Linked DNA regions of Sus scrofa: region 2 is linked to region 1. A link is a contact called in public Hi-C data. All regions are on one chromosome and are shown on one strand. The core of a region is the stretch at or near the end of the contact, and the rest is flanking DNA. Distances in the headings are between cores, read along the strand shown. Region 1 overlaps UGP2 (UDP-glucose pyrophosphorylase 2). Region 2 overlaps MDH1 (malate dehydrogenase 1, NAD (soluble)).

Region 1 (3,426 bases), core at 501-3,000:
AGGAAAAGTTGAAGAGCATTAAAGAATGCTTTCTTATATGTAGTTTTCACCTCATACAATAACCTCACTTAATAGACATATTTGGGTTTTGCTGGTTTTCATTCAGATTTGGTGCCATATAACCTGAAGGTAGTAAACCATGTAAATGCACTTTAGCAGAGGAAGGGGAGAACTTCCTCCAGGAAAGAGAGGCTAGGCACCAGGCTGCAGGTTTTGGATTCCTGCTTGGCACTGCCACCATGTCCTTAGGCAAGGCAGCATTTCTAGGCCCCTGTTTCATCTCCAAGATAAAGGAATTAGCCTCACGACCTTAAAACCCTTTCCAAGGTTAAAACTTTATCTAGGAGTTCCCTCGTGGCCCAAATTAAGCGATGCCTCTGGTGTGTCTCTGGTTTGATCCCTGGTCTGGGAACATGTGTATGCCTGTCATTTTCCACATTTTTTCTCAATTAAGCTAAATTTATGTATTTAAGTTGCCCAATTTTGTTTAATCTCTAAAGTTAGTGAAAACATGGTGACATTTATACATGATAATAAAAAGTGAAAGGAAATTTAGAGGTCATTTTGTCTAGACTGCCTACCAGTTTGGAATTCCTTTGACCACATCCCTGATATTTGGTAATAAATCAGCCTCTGCTAGAGATTTCAAGTACTCAAGACACTGTCCATACTTTTCTTAACCTTGCTACTCTGTGACCGTAATCATGGCGATTGAACAAAGTCTTTGGCCTTCCCAGGTAGACTCCACTAGACTGGACTCTACCTTCTTTATCTATATCCAGCACAGAACTGTATCATAATAAGCTCTTACTCATTAATTTAATAAATTTAGTTGAGGACCTACTATGTTTCAAGCTCTGTTTTACAAATACAGTGAGAATAGTAGCAGTGAACAAATAGATATGATATATTCTTGAGTATCACTGGGCAAGATACACATTGAATAAATTTTAGAAAATATAAGAAGAGGTTCAAGGATCTACCACATGAGTGTGTTAATGGGCAATCTTGCTTAGTTTCAAAAGATTTCTAGGAGGAGATTACATTTTAACTGAACAGTGACAGATGATATATTAGCGTCTGGTCAAACCACTAATATGAGAAGTGAGGTCTTGATCTTCAGTTTATTTACATATTATCAGATGCCTGTACTGTGCCAGGTGTTGAGGTAGGTGTTTGGAAAAAAAGTTGAGTAACATTGTATGGCTTGTGCCCTTAAAGTGTTGCAGACAAACATCTCAGCAAAGAATTAAAGTTTCGGGGTGTTTGATATGTGTTTGAAATAGTGCAGATTAAAACCTCCACAGAGTGGAATTGTGGTAGAAAGGAAGGCTTCCTAGAATGTTCAGGAGCTACCACCTAGAGCATTGGGAATGCCATCCCACAGTAGCAGCCGCTGTTGAAGTCACAGAGTTTGAGCTTTTGGGGACTGAGGGATCGGGGAGGTTTCCCTGGTGTGGAGTGATTCTCATGATTTTGGAATTCACAACTGGGCCTTTAATTTCTATTTTCTCATTTCTGCCTACCCTTCTCTAAAAATGTCAGATGACACTTTTATATGTGTTTTGGAACAATCTTATAATAGTCATCGTGCTTTTAATTTCATAGAACAGAAAAATACCAACTCAATTGGCTTAAAAAATGTAAGACTTGTATCACATGAAATCTTGAAGGAGGAAGTTCCCCAGGGTTGGTTAATTGAGTACAAAGGCTGCATCAGTCTTTTCTTCCTTTTGCTTTCTTAAGCATGTTTGCTTCATTCGTGGGTCCGCTTCCTTCAAGGTCACTAAATGGCAGAAGAAACTGAAGGTGAGGGGTGGACACATAGGCATTATGTGCAGGGGTGGAAAAGGTACTATTTCTTCTTAGGTGTCTACTTTTTCAGTGAGGAATACTTTTATCCAAGTCTTTTAAAGGGCAGACTATATCCCTGTTGCTCACTAGCCAGAATCATATTATGTTTCCCAATCCCTGGGAAAGCTTTAGACCATTCTGGGCCTGGCGCCATCTCTGAAGCACATGGCCTTGGGGCAGAGAATAGCATTGGGGTAGGAAGAAGATCGATGCACATACTCAGATAAATGGAGTATAATAATCTATATCAGAGCTACTCAAGGCAATACTGGCAGCATTCACTTATTAGAAATGGCATATTCTCCTCACTCCAGGCCCACTGAGTCAGAATCTTTGGGAGCTTGCCCAGAAATTTGTATTTTTTTTTTTTTTGTCTTTTTGCTATTTCTTGGGCCGCTCCCACGGCATATGGAGGTTCCCAGGCTAGGGGTCAAATCGGAGCTGTAGCTGCCGGCCTACGCCAGAGCTACAGCAACACGGGATCCGAGCCGCGTCTGCAACCTACACCACAGCTCATGGCAACGCCGGATCGTTAACCCTCTGAGCAAGCGCAGGGACCGAACCCTCGACCTCGTGATTCCTAGTAGGATTCGTTAACCACTGCGCCACGACAGGAACTCCCAGAAATTTGTATTTTAACAAGCACTCTAGGTGATTTGTGTGCATATTAAAGTTTTAGTAGTACTGTGAAGATGTCACAAATGAAGTAGGAACTTGCAGCCTTTAGGCATTCTGCTTTATCACTTTCGTTAGTTTTGGTGACTCAAAAAAGTACTTCACCTTGGCTTTTAAGATTTGCCTGCCTAAGGAATTTGTATTTATTCTCCATCAAGTGAGAGTCCCATCAAATGATGGAAGAGAAGTGCTGTGGTTATACAGTTATAGCTTAGGGGAATGAATCTCTTTGCTTGGTACCACCAGATAAGAGTGACAGATGGGCAGTCTAGTTAGAAAGCTGTCATGATGACCAGGAGAGTGAAAATGAGAGAGAAATTAAGGTAGCAGCAATGGGAACTGAAAGCAGTGAGTGGAATTGTGGCGATTCAATTCAGAAGTTTAGTAGTGGATTGGATGTAATGTGAGGGGAAAAGAGGGAAGAGCCAACTGTGACTGAGATTTCTAGGTCACCTAGGAGTGACTAGAATGTTAATGACATGGGGAGCAGGGTGGGGCAGGGAGATATATTTAGTTTAGAGGAAGAGTTTTGTTTTGGACATGCTGAGTTTGAGGTACCCAGCTGGGTATCTAGGTGCAAAAGTCTAGGAGGCTGTAGGGAATGTGAGCCTGGAGCTCAGGGGAAAAAAAGGTCCGGATGAGAGGCACATATTTGTGAGTTATCAGTAAGGAGAATAATTGAGGAGGAAAATGGTCTGGGGACAGAATTTTAGGAAACCCAAGGAGTAGGAGAATAAAGGAAGAGCCAGTTATGGAAACTGAGGCATGATTGGAGAGGTAGAAGAGGTAGGATAATATTGGATATCTGAATCTAAAGAAGAACTTTTCTAGGAGCGTTATTCACTTTAAACTGAGTTTAAAGACTTCAGTGAGAACCCAGGAGAGGTTGGTTAGCTT
Region 2 (3,426 bases), core at 291-2,790, 230 kb before region 1:
GTGGGAATAGACTTCCTCAGTGCAGGGTTGCCACAAACCTTCCATTTGCAAAAATGCATTATCTGCGAAGTTCAGTAAAGCATAGCACAAAAAGAGGAGTTGTGCCTATATACATACAACTAACCATGTTTTCTTTTCTGCCCATTACCTTATCAAACGAATACTAAAATAAGCCGATTTCATTTTATTTATATTTTCAAAACATAAACTTTCTAGCTCTTTCTGTGACTACTGTACTACATAACATAATTGATGTTCATGTGACTACCAGCCATACAGGATCCTAAAGTGCTTTCTGAACCTACCACTAGAGGTTGTTACTTCTGTTATAATTTTAGTATCATATGCATGTTATATTTGAATCTTCAGTTTTCTAATTTTTAAAATGAGAACAGCCATTCTTTGGTATCTGAGTCCTTTACAACTCAAAAATTTCATATTTAGTATAATTTGAAAATTATTTATTTTTATATACAGATAGATTAAAAGCCTCACCTAAATAAGGAGAAATTATCTAAATATCTGATTGCTCAGAAATGCTGAGGAGACATCTCCAAATATCAACAATAAAGCAAAGTCACATTGACATATTCAAGCAATATTAACCTCTTTCTTGGGGTTTTATATTTGATAAACCCAATGTACAAAGAAGTTATTACAAACTGTAAGGTGCTCTCTACTCTTAAATGTTATTTCCTGTAGTGTTTCAGGCTCAGATTTTGTTTACACTATTAAACCATTTGGGGAAGTGAAGCAAAAAATTTTGTGGGGTTTTGTTTTTGTTTGTTTTTTACAAATCAGTATAACTCTTTGTGTTCTCTTAATGTTTCAGAGGCTTTTTATCTTAAGGCAATTTGTCAAACAGGTCACAATTTGAAGTTAAAAAAATTTATCTTTGGAATATACTTGTTTTCTCTTGAACTAGATTGCTCTCAAACTTGGTGTGACTTCTGATGATGTCAAGAATGTCATCATCTGGGGAAACCATTCCTCAACTCAGTATCCAGATGTCAACCATGCCAAGGTGAAACTGCAGGCAAAGGAAGTTGGTGTTTATGAAGCTGTGAAGGATGACAGCTGGCTCAAGGGAGAGTTCATCACGGTGAGAAAAATCCAGGAGCGCTCTTCACAGCCAAACATCAAGAACTCTTAAGAGACACACACCACCTTACTGACCTGGGTGTCTCTCTAAGGGTGGTGGGAGGAAACTCAAGGACAGCATCCTTTGATGAGTGCATATTTCTTTTGGGGATCATACTAAGCCAGTCATAATTCAGTCTGATCTGTTGTGTAGCCATCAAGATTGATTGTTAAAGTGAGAAAAAACTAAATCACCTCCAGTCATTCAGCTGTCTTACAGAGATCCATTTCTTTGTATGAAGTGTGGTAAACTTTCTTTGAGGATTTGCAGTTTTCCTTTTCAGGAGGACTGGCGTTTACAACTGAAATAGATTAAAAAGGCTGACATAGGGTAGTTGCCTGACCTCGGAGGGGACACATTAAGCTGTGGTTTGCAGTCTTTCACCCCAGGAGTAATACTTCTCTCTCTGCCTGCCCCACCCAGACTGTGCAGCAGCGCGGTGCTGCTGTCATCAAGGCTCGAAAACTGTCCAGTGCAATGTCTGCGGCAAAAGCCATTTGTGACCATGTCAGAGACATCTGGTTTGGAACCCCAGAGGTGAGGACGCAGTGATTTGCACAGGCCACTCTATTTTTGTTTTCTGATTCCATAATGTAAAAAACAGAAACAAACATAGCCTTGCAGTCAGGCAGGTTAGGTTCATATCCCAGCTCAGTTGCTGGCTGGCCGAGTAACCTTGGAAAAGTTGCTTAACCTTTCTGAGCTGTTTCATCATCTTTTACATGGCATTTACTTCACAGGGTTTTGAGGGTAATGAGATGTTTTGTGGAAATCACCCAGTACACACAGTTGAGGGGACATTTTTCTTAAAGCCTCTATTGGGCCATAGCTCCTCTGTTTATAAGATGAGGGTTATATTTCTCTGGCCTGCTTCACACATAGATCAGAAGAGTAGAATGAGATAATAACCATGAAAGTTGCCCTGTGTGTAAGTGCCTGGTGATGGTTCCTTATTACAGCAATGAAGTTATTATGCACATATTAAGAACCTGTCATCTGGTTTACTTTTGTTAGTTCATCTGTCAGTTGGTTATGTAAACTAATCCCTTAGCCATGAGAATGTAAAACATTGCTTGTAATTATTTTTAGGGAGAGTTTGTGTCCATGGGCATTATCTCTGATGGCAACTCCTATGGTGTTCCTGATGATCTGCTCTACTCATTCCCTGTTACAATCAAGGTGAGGTATTTGAGGTTATTTTCCTCCGTCCCTGTGGGGAAAGTAATTGTGTATTTTTATGAATAATGGTATGATTTAGTCTAGAAGGTTGTTCCTTTATTAGATATTTTCCTCAGTTTTAAAATCATGTGAATCATAACTTCAGGTCACTAAAATATTGAAATTAATCTGGAAAGCAACTTTCAACTCTTCTGACTAGATATATGTTGTTATTATGACTCTAATACTGGACACCAACAAGTATTCGCTTACTTTGAAATGAAGCAGTGGTTCTCATGGTTGCTCTGTATTGTATCTTTACTGAAGTCAGTAGTTTTTTATGTTTGCTAAGTAAAGCCTCATTTAAAGATTTTTTTCTAGATTCAATGAATTTCAAATTCAAATGTTGAGTTTTTATTGGAAATATCTGTTAAGATCTGGATTTTGATTTGCATCTTTAGAATCAGATTTTAAAACATACTTCTGGATTAAGTTCAAACTAAGTTGTTGCTTGCTGGAATATCAATTCTAGTTTAATTATAAATCTCTCATCTGTAATTATTTTCAAACAGGATAAGACCTGGAAAATTGTTGAAGGTCTCCCTATTAATGATTTCTCTCGTGAGAAGATGGACCTCACTGCAAAGGAACTAGCAGAAGAAAAAGAAACTGCATTTGAATTTCTTTCCTCTGCCTGATTAAACAATCATTTCAATGTTACTAAATGCCCCAAAGCTGAAAAATCTAAATGTCCTTTTTGACCCTAGTACCAAATAATAATAATGCTATCCTTAAATTACTAGTGAAAAATAACACACTTTAAAGATTGTGTGCTTCTTGGTACAAATTTGTGACAGTTTATCATCATGCTGTTAGTGCCACATTCTAAAATAAATATATATCCAAATGAAGATGACTCAGACTTTAATTTCTAGATAATATTTTATATCTATGCCAACAAACTTGTATGTTTCCGAGTTTGCCTAAGGTTATGATTTTAAAAAAAGAGAGGCAGTAAGGATAGAAAATGTTACAAGGTAAAGCATAATTCTCTCATATTTAAAGAGAACAAGAAAATCCACCTTGTGATAATGAATCAATCTAGTCTAGAATATATTTCTAAACAA

Evidence for each region. A called contact is a pair of places that touch in the nucleus more often than the background predicts.
Region 2: a contact with region 1 is called in a Hi-C map of liver, with 1.6 times the contacts expected there. The contact joins two enhancer-like sites. A contact is called at or near these places in 2 of 5 promoter capture datasets (fetal liver and liver), 1 of 47 Hi-C or Micro-C datasets (liver) and 1 of 2 datasets of contacts at active chromatin or transcription factors (skeletal muscle).

Annotation. Positions count from the first base shown.
Region 1 is chr3:78,019,750-78,023,175 of Sscrofa11.1, reverse strand. The region is part of intron 1 of UGP2 (UDP-glucose pyrophosphorylase 2); the gene reads left to right. Among named protein-coding and RNA genes, the nearest start is that of UGP2, 9.2 kb to the left of the region's middle. Within about 2 kb of position 1,750, at least 13 of the 83 cell types and tissues checked have an H3K27ac peak or open chromatin away from gene starts, as enhancers often do. A contact at or near this core is called in liver, where this site is marked.
Region 2 is chr3:78,246,800-78,250,225 of Sscrofa11.1, reverse strand. It overlaps MDH1 (malate dehydrogenase 1, NAD (soluble)), which reads left to right. Exons shown (of 8, transcript NM_213874.1): 5 at 926-1,102; 6 at 1,565-1,678; 7 at 2,231-2,320; 8 at 2,872-2,997. The coding sequence ends at 2,997. Among named protein-coding and RNA genes, the nearest start is that of MDH1, 15 kb to the left of the region's middle. Within about 2 kb of position 1,540, at least 4 of the 83 cell types and tissues checked have an H3K27ac peak or open chromatin away from gene starts, as enhancers often do. A contact at or near this core is called in liver, where this site is marked.